Regions from separate parts of the Delphinus delphis genome. Here all the other regions are linked to region 1. Evidence: chromatin contacts called from public Hi-C data. All regions are on one chromosome and are shown on one strand. The core of a region is the stretch at or near the end of the contact, and the rest is flanking DNA. Distances in the headings are between cores, read along the strand shown.

Region 1 (2,821 bases), core at 260-2,759:
TCGATTTGGGTGAAAACGCCTTGAGTAGGAATACCATGAGGCTGTTTTCAGTCTCTAAGACCTCAGTGACAGGGGTGGAAGGGATCTCAGCATCTTATACATCCAGGCACTGGGGTCCAGGGGGAAGTTATTTACTTGGGGGGGGGGCTCGTATTAGTTAAAGACACTGAGGCATCCCAAGAGGGTTTTTGGTTTTATTCAGGTTAGGGAAAGTGTCCTGGGAGTCTGTGGGGAGGGGGGGGGGAGAGAGAGAGAGAGACAGAGTGAGAGCATGCACCCGCAAAGGTGCCAGCATGCCCTGAGGTAAGGATGGGCAAAGAAGGGGATGAGAAGGAGAGCTGGGAGAACCTGGAGCCAAAGTTCAGGATACCACTTCCTCCATCCACATTCTGGCACCTGCCATCAACTCTCCTGTGAATCTCCCAGAACCCTATTTCCTTATGCCCACCTTAGACTTCTCATCTTAGATAGTCTCATTGCTTCCTTGAAGCACTTTTAAACACAAAGAATAGATTCAGCAAATTTCACAAGATATATATTCTTAAGATTTCTTTCTTTTTTAATTTTAAGAAATTCTATTATTCCCAGCCCCACGGCACCCCTAGAGCTGCTTGATAAGCCCTAGGTGACAGCCTTCTTCAAATCTCTGAAGAGCTATTATATAAGGAAGAGGGTTGGAGTTACTGTCAGTGGCCTGGAAGGCAAAACTGGAGTGAGATGAGAAGTTGTAGCCAGGATGCAGGATTCCAGATCAATTTAAGGTTCATCCCTGAGAACGTATTATTCTGGAACGAAAGATGATTTAAAGTGCCTTTCAATTCTGGCACTCTGTACCTTTCCCCTTCAGGTACTTAAGTCCAGCAAATCCTGGGCTTGAAGTATGAAACCGGGATCCTGGTCTCCCCACCACATCTAGATGCCTTCGTAGATGGTGCGGTGTAATAAAGGGTGCTCGGGCTTTGAAACCAGACAAACTCGGGCTCTAGCCTTTGCACCCTGTGGAGTTGAGTCTGTGGACAACGAAATCCCTTCGCCTCTCTGAACCTTACCTCCCTCCGCTGAAAATGGGGACAATCTGGTGGAGAGTATGTAAAACGCCTGGGTTGCTGGAGAGGTCCCACAAACGTCCCTTAAATATTGAAGGAACTTCTTCAACGGTTAAAAATCTTTCGCCATCTGGAATCCCTGGTACACCCAGGCCTACTCCTTGCGAATGCATGTCACTCCAGGTCCGTCCGGCAGGAGGCACCAGACCCGAGTCCCGGGATCAGGGCCAGGACCAAAAGCCGGGTCGCCGAAGCGAGTGGCCGGGTCCGGAGCGAGTGACCAGGTGTGGCCGCCGCCTGGGATGCTACAGTACAGGCGCTGAAAGTGGTAGAGCCGACTAACCTCCACGGCGCCCGGCGGGCGTGGGCGGGACAGGGCTGAGCTGCAGTGGAAGGAGTGCCGCGCATGCGCGCGCGAGGGGCGGAGGCGGGGGCGGTGCCTCTCGGAATCAGCGGCCCCACCCAGTACTGGGAGGTAACGCGCAGAGTAGAAGGCGCAGGCGGCGGGGTCAGCTTCCCTTCTCCAGGTACGAAGTTTTCCCGCACCTAGCTCCCGACTTTGCTCTTTTCAGCCGCGGAGACAGCTCGGGGCTGCAGGTGAGCTGTACATCTCGCAATCGAGACTTTCCTGCCCGTAATTTTCATGCATCGGTGCAGAAATAGGCAGTTAAAGACGCAGAGAACCTTGGGAGGATTTTGCAGGGGGTGGAGTCTGTTCTCCCGGGGAATCGCTTCTCTCCTCCTCCTGGGAATTGCTGGAGTTTCTTCCTTCCGCGGTCCTGAATCTCCCACCTGTTCTCCTTCCTACCTTCCTAGAGCTAAGGAGAGATGGGGAAGAGGGTGGGGCTCTTGGACCATCTAGAAATGCTTGGCAGGGTTTTAAACCTTCCCAGCACCATCCAGACTTCACTCGAAAATGTGTCTTTCGAGCCTCAAGGAGTTCAAAGGTAGGTAATTATTGATACTCAGCATGTGAAAATGCTTTTTATATAATAGCTTACGGGAAATCTGTTAGTGGTTTCCCCAAATTTTGGAGGGCTAAGGGCAAGGCAGGGCCCCTTCATCTGGTATTGTGCGTTGTGCAGTAAATCATTTTGCTGCATTGCACCCAAGATGCTTTCTGGCCTTTCCAAGGGCTGGGCATAGCGTTTGCGATGGGAACACGTGATGCTTCGTACCCACGCCCAACCCGCCCTTGTTAACGCAGCCTCTGGCTTTCCTGTGTGATTCTGAGCAGGACATACGGTCCTGCCACGGAAAAGGAGCACCAGAGCTGATTGCCTTTTGTTTGAATTTTCGCTGTAAGCACGAAACTTCTTACAAGGATTGAGAATAGATTTATTTTGCCTCCTTAGAACAACACTCAGTTCACTAAGGCGATGGAAGGGCTTTTTCCTGGCACTAGAGCTATACCGAGGGTAGGTCAGTTACGTAATGTCTTAAGGCAGAAGTTATTCCTTTGGTTCACTTACTCATTCACTCAGCAGGCATTTACTAAGCACCTGCCTAAGTGCTCGGTAGTGGGCTTGGTGCTGTGAGGAAGACAAGATGAATTGAACCTGAGCTTAGTCCTCAAGGAGCTTGACTGGCCCAGAGGAGAGAGCAGCTCAAGGGAAGTAAGTCTACACCAGGTAGAAGGGATGGGGCCCCAAGAGAGGGTCAGAGGAAGAACTGGGGGACTCGGAGGAGGGAGAAGAACCAGCCTTCCACCCCAGGTGATTAACTTAAGGAGAGAATTAGGTCCCTCAATTACTACCTGATGAGGAGTGATCTCT
Region 2 (3,256 bases), core at 431-2,930, 140 kb after region 1:
CCTAAAATTGAAAATTAGTAGCTATGAAACATAACAGCGTTTTAATAAAATAGGTGCTCAATTTATTGATAAAAATACATATTATTTTATTAAACTTTTTTATTTACTAGAATAATAGAAATCATCTGTGCTAACTAAGCATTCAACAAGTTTAATGAAATAGACTCGTTCTGAAAATATTTCAATACCCTATTCCTCATTTGCAAAACTGATCTTTTGTATTCATTAGTCACATATAACATTTTCTTCTATTATAAATCCATACATCTAATCTTTCTCCCGATTTAAATTTCAAAATACAATTTAAAAGAGGTCATTGGGAGGAAAATCATCCTTAACAGACCTAAGCCCTAGTCTCTTTTAAAAACTGAAAACTAGTAAATTTTTAGTCCCCGTTAAACAAGAATGTACTTTTTATAGGTAGCTGACTTAGGATGCAAATGAAAAACCCATCGGAAGGGTGGATTCTAATATTACAAGACAGCAGTTGGGGCTTCCTTATTGTAGCTCACCATTCTGCACCCCTCCCATTTTTTTTCGCCTCTATTTTCTGAAGAAGAATGTACTGCATTACTAAGATCTAAATAAACACAATAAAAGAAAATAATGGATAAGAGATTTAAACTATTGTGAACTCGTGAGAACCACGAGTAGGATCTTGGAAACCTGATGACTATTAGTACCCCACACCTAGTAGAAACTTTAGAAACTACATAAATGTTTGCTGAATGAAGGTAAGAAGCCCCAAGACTAGGTTTACACAGAGTAGAGAGCATGCAAAATTCAGTATTTAAAACAATGTAAAGTGTGGGAAAATAATACACTGCCTGACAAACAAGAGTGCCTTCTGCGGAAATGAAATCAGGTGTTTGGGCTGTAAGAAGTGGGGTCCGGACGGCAAGTGAGGGCTGGTGCTCTACGCGGAACGGCGGACCACAAATCCCAGGGCGCTGCGGAATCCGTCTCCGCAGGACTCGGGGTTCGGAGCCGTAGAGCCGCAACGTCCTCCCGCGTTGCATGATGGGATCTGTAGTGAGACGGGCGTTGGGGGGGGGGGCTGTTTTCTCTCCTGCCGCTACTCTCCTGAGCGCCTCTTTTCTCAACCTCCAGGACCGTGTCTTTAAAAAGTTTAGTCGTTATAACAGCCTGTGACGATAGTGGAATTTAACTGTCTCCCTGCAATCCCGGAGTGGGACTCTAACCACAGTCGCCGAGGATGGTGTAGTGACCGTCCCGGGCACCCAATTCGATGCCTTCGGGCCGCTTGCCTTAGGGTCTCAACTCTAAATTTGAGTTAAGTCCTGTTCAAGTTTGCGTAAGTTCACTGAGCCGAATACTAGGCTGAGTTTGGCCTTCGGCACCCCGGGCTGACCTCACCCGGGCTGTCCCTCGCGCACACAGAAAGCGCACGTCCCTAGCCCTCCACAGGGAAGTGCGCGGGCAGCGGAGCAGAGCAGCCCACGCGGGCGGCGGCGGGTCAGCACTGCGCATGCTCGCTGCGCCGGCGCAGGTTTCCGCGGCAGGGGTGCATCTACGCTGCGGCGTCCGGGGTCTCCAGCAGGGTCGAGGCTCCGGTGCGCGCACAGTCCTCGGCTTCGGCGGGCCCCAGGCGTCCCTGCGCTCCGCGAGTCCCCGGCCGCCGCCCCAGCGCGCCGCGATCTGGCCCTCTGCCCTGCGAAAATGGCTGCCGTACGCCGGGCCCGCAGTTACTGCCGATGCCTGGTGCGCTTCTCCGACCGAGAACTCTGCTAAGTCCCGTTGCAGCAGACGGCAGGAGTAGACACCGGACTCCCGGGGCACCTCCTCGCGGGGGCGGTGCCGAGGGGCGCCGAGAGCCCCTCGGCCGCGGCCGGCTGGCCCGCCAGCATGGTAAAGCGCCGAGGAGCTCGGGCGGGCGGCGGGCGGGACGGCCCGGGCCTGCGGGGAGCCCCGGGGGACGTGGAGAGGGTGAACCTGCGAGGGTTGGGGGCTGCACGGCTACCACCATACTGGGGCCCTGGCCTGAGGGTGGCGGACAGTGTTAGTCCTGCCCGCTCCCCGGGGTTCCTTCCTGCCGAGCCCCCTAGCTGGGTCTCCAGGTGAGCAGAGCGGGTTTGCTGGACGGCCGAGAATAACGCCTCTCGGCCTGCTGAGGGCATTGAACCGATCTCGTCCCTTTAATAAAAGCGAGCGTAGATTGAGGTGAGCCGTCGCAACATCTGAAAACGGGAGGGAGCCTTGGCAAGTGGAGACACTTGTTGATCGCCGCCCCCCGCCCCTCCAAAACAAAAAGCCTGCCCGTGGAGCCGCCGTTCTGACCCCTTAAGGAGTCCTGGGTTTAGGAGACGCTCGCCCCAGGACGCGGCAGTTCCTGGGGCAGGGTTTTGGCTGGCGGTCCTGGTGGCTTGGGGTTGGAGGGATTTTGTCTCATTTCACAGCAGTGAGGGCCCAAGCAGCGTCAGTGCGGTCCAAATGGAGGAACTGAGCAAAGCTCCAGAAATTGACAAAGCAGATTCCATGGGGCTATTGCGTGTTGGCCTATGTAGTCTCTGCCCCATGCTGCTTTGCTTTGGCTTCAAATAAATTGTCGTTCCGAGAAACTAATCTCTGGCTAAAGTTGAGTGATTCAAGAGTGAAATGATCCCAAACTCATTAGCTTATAGTAGACACCCAAGTGTTTATTTAATACACGAATGGTTGAATGAACTTATTTTATGAAGTCAATTTGGTGAATAGAAAAACACTAATTGACTATGCTTTTAAACTTTCAGAAATAGTTCTCTGACCAGGATTAAGCACTTAACTTTCTGTATTTCATTAGTCCCATGTGTAAAACAGTAAAAGGATGAACACATGAGCTACTCTAGTGAAAGGTGATGTTAGGTCCAACTCAGTTATGAAAAACAAAGGGAAAATTTCTGGATGACAGCCAAAGACCTACTTATTTCAAGTGGTATTTGAGTTGAAGAGCATATGGTAAAACCCCAAATTTGATGGTTCTTGTTATTGTCACCATACTGTCAAAATCGAAGTCTTAGTGGATGAGAGCTCTATTAACACAGCCCAGGGGAGAAGATGCTGTCTGTATTATAGGCTTCCTGTCTCCTTACCTCATCCTTGAGATACGCATTATATATCCTCATGGCATTTTATTTGTTAATTCATTTTTTGGAGCACTTATTATCAGCCTGGCATAGTGCCAGACCTCAGATCTTGATGCCAATGCACTGATTTCTAGCGAAAGAGACGAAATCTCAATACAAGTCTTAAGTGCTGT
Region 3 (2,874 bases), core at 194-2,693, 230 kb before region 1:
TAGAGCCCGCAGGCCACGACTACTGAGCCCACGTGCCACAACTACTGAAGCCCGCGTGCCTAGAGCCCCATGCTCCGCAGCAAGAGAAGCCACCACAATAAGCCCACGCACCACAATGAAGAGTAGCCCCTGCTCGCCGCAGCTAGAGAAAGCCTGCGTGCAGCAACGAAGCCCCAATGCAGCCAAAAATAAAATTAATTAATTAAAAAAAAAGGAAAGAAATTCTTTGGGCAGGGTGTGGAGACAGCCACCAATAACTGCTTCAGTTACCACTAGTGGATTGATGTCCTGGGCCCCATGAGGTTTACACCTATTAGTGAAACCCAACAGGGGGATTTGCTTGGACAAGAAGCAGTAAAACTAAAGCTGCTGTGTCTGTATTGGCAGTAAACTACCCCATGACGCGGATGCCTTCTGATTGAGGTCTGTTACTTTATCGTGTTCCTAAACTGGCTCATTATCAGAAACAGCTGTTATAAAAATCAGATGCCTGAGACTCATTTCAGACCCGATGAATCCAATGTCTGGGCAGCTGGGTTTTGTTTGCTTTTTTTCTTTTTAAGCTCCTCAGTGCTGCTGGATAGCTTGTTTTTTCTTTCCTGAAAATGTTTCAGGAATAGGATTACATTTCTTTTCAGGGATAGTAATTTAAACAAGTTTTGTAAAAAGAGTACCTATGATTTTGATAATATGTCGCCACACTTATTTGCTTTTTTCTTATGACTTAGTTTTCTCTTTGAAGGAGATGCGTTTCCCCTCTTGGTTCTGATCTTTTCATTACAGCTGCAAGTAGGTAGATACTAGAGACGTGGAGAATTGACACGAGCGCCCTGTAGCTCTTCAGTCAACAAATATTGAGTGTCCTGCGGTGAATGTGTAAGACCCAAAGGCCCGGCCAACAACTGGGAGGGTGCAGAAGTGCAGGGATTGACAGTAGAATAAAGAAAGGTAAAGTGGAAAAAAACAGAATGCTGTAGTGGGAGGATTAGGGACCAGATGGTTGCATTTGTTCATTGAACATCCTTGAGCAACAGAGTTATAACCACGAATAATCCGCAACCCCTGGCCCCAGGGAAGCACGGGTCCGAGAAAGGTAACACTTTCAACCGGAACCAACCACTGACACTTCAGTGTGAACTGGGACAAGAGCCCTTTTCCCACAGGTGGGAGAAGAGAGAGCGGGCGGAGCGCGGTGAGGACTGCGTTGGAGCGAAGGAAGGACCGCCCCTTCCCCTCTAACTGATCTAAGGGCCCGCCCCGACCCCGGACCTCAAGGCGAGAACCATCCCGTCATCACAACAGCCTCCTCCCGCCCCTCCCACCCGCTCTCACTTTGCTGTGTCCCGAGAGGGGAGGGGCGGGGCCAGCTCGCCGAGTCCACACTCCCGCGAGAGCGCCCAGTCCCGCGGGCTGCGCACGCGCAGACCCAGCACGCCTGCGCCTCAGGCCCGGGCACTCTGCCGCGAGCGCTGGGAATGTTTGGCGTTACCAAGGAGCCGCTGGTCCCCCCGGCAAGGCGGGAGGACCAAACCCGACCGAGGTGGCCGCGGCGAGAGCGGCTGCGATGATGTCCAACCCAGTGCATGGCCTGCCCTGTCTCCCGGGCATGTCCTTTAAGGACTCCACGGTGAGGACTTCTCTGTCCAACCCCCTGCCCCCACCCCCGGGCGGCCTCGGAGGGCTTGCAGCTGCTCGAAAGATTGCGTCTCCCTTCTCGTCCGCTCGAGTTTGTCCTCTTTCCCTTCAAACCCGTCCCTCTGCCCCAACCTTGTTCTCTTTTCTCCCTCACCCAGCCTCACCCTCCCTGTCCCATTTTGCCCTCCGCCCATCCCTCTCTAGTTTTTCCACTCCACCCTGGCAGTGCGTTGGCCTCCCAGCGTTCTTACTTGCTGCTCTCCTCAAGCCTCTGCCTCCTCTAGATCACTGATTTCCCCGCCTTGCTCCCGAGCTCTCCCTCGGTCCTCTCCCTAGCTCATTCTCCCACCCCATACCCTTCTCTGATGAGCTCCACCCTTAAACCCTCCCTCCTAGTCTGGGCCCTTTCCCCGACTCAGCCTCTCTACACCTTCATCCTTATTTCCACAGCCCCATCCCACCCACTCTCCCCAGGCCTATCGTTCCCGCCCGCGTTCTTCCTCTTCTGAATCCTAGACCTAGTAAGCGCCCCCGCTCCCAGCTGCATTTCCTGTCTTATTTACCACTTCCACCCATTGGCTTCTTTCTGCCAGGTCCTTTATTGCAGTCTCCTCCCTTCTTACTTATGCGTCTACCACACCTCATCCCTTTTCTACAGTCTGGTCCCACCTTCACCCTGTTCCTGTTTAACCTTCTTTCCCAGTTGTTCTTTCTCCAAAAGATAGGCTTTCAGCACTTGGCCGTCTTCCTCCCAAACCATCCTCAGGTGCTTTGTAGGAGATAATTCCACATAAATTCCCTCCACTACTGTTGATTCGTTGCTGTTTTTTCTTCTCCTAGCCCTTTTCTTTTCGCTTTAACATTTTTATAAAAGATTCCTATTTAGATTTTGTTTCACTCTTCCCCTACTTTGTGTTTTTAGTTGCATCCTGTAGACAAAATTGAAGAGAAAAAAAAATAGGCTTGTGTTTTTTTTCTCTGACATAGTTTAGCCCTTGACAAAATTATTATTTAATTCTGAAATTTCAGGGTTACTGAAATATATGTTGGAATATCAACATTAAGATTCAGTAGGCCGATAGGCTGATTATCAGAGATGAAACGATAATAATTTATATTTATATAGTTTAATAATTTAAACTATAAGTTCCTCTCCCTGATCATGAAGGTCAGATAAAATACATAGTCAATTTATTTTCTTTGGGAGAATGAATTGAAATTGAATGTTTGGTGAGGGAA

What was found. Hi-C and Micro-C count contacts between places; a contact is called where the count stands out from the background.
Region 2: a contact with region 1 is called in a Hi-C map of lung, with 4 times the contacts expected there. The contact joins the promoter of FBXO9 here to the promoter of TMEM14A in region 1. A contact is called at or near these places in 2 of 3 Hi-C or Micro-C datasets (lung and muscle).
Region 3: a Hi-C map of muscle shows a contact between it and region 1, with 6 times the contacts expected there. The contact joins the promoter of EFHC1 here to the promoter of TMEM14A in region 1. A contact is called at or near these places in 3 of 3 Hi-C or Micro-C datasets (lung and muscle).

Annotation. Positions count from the first base shown.
Region 1 is chr10:25,412,384-25,415,204 of mDelDel1.2, reverse strand. It overlaps TMEM14A (transmembrane protein 14A), which reads left to right and starts at 1,509. Exons shown (of 5, transcript XM_060021668.1): 1 at 1,509-1,643.
Region 2 is chr10:25,276,515-25,279,770 of mDelDel1.2, reverse strand. It overlaps FBXO9 (F-box protein 9), which reads left to right and starts at 1,680. Exons shown (of 13, transcript XM_060021658.1): 1 at 1,680-1,869. The coding sequence starts at 1,867.
Region 3 is chr10:25,639,459-25,642,332 of mDelDel1.2, reverse strand. EFHC1 (EF-hand domain containing 1) reads left to right here and starts at 1,443. Exons shown (of 10, transcript XM_060021679.1): 1 at 1,443-1,627. The coding sequence starts at 1,565.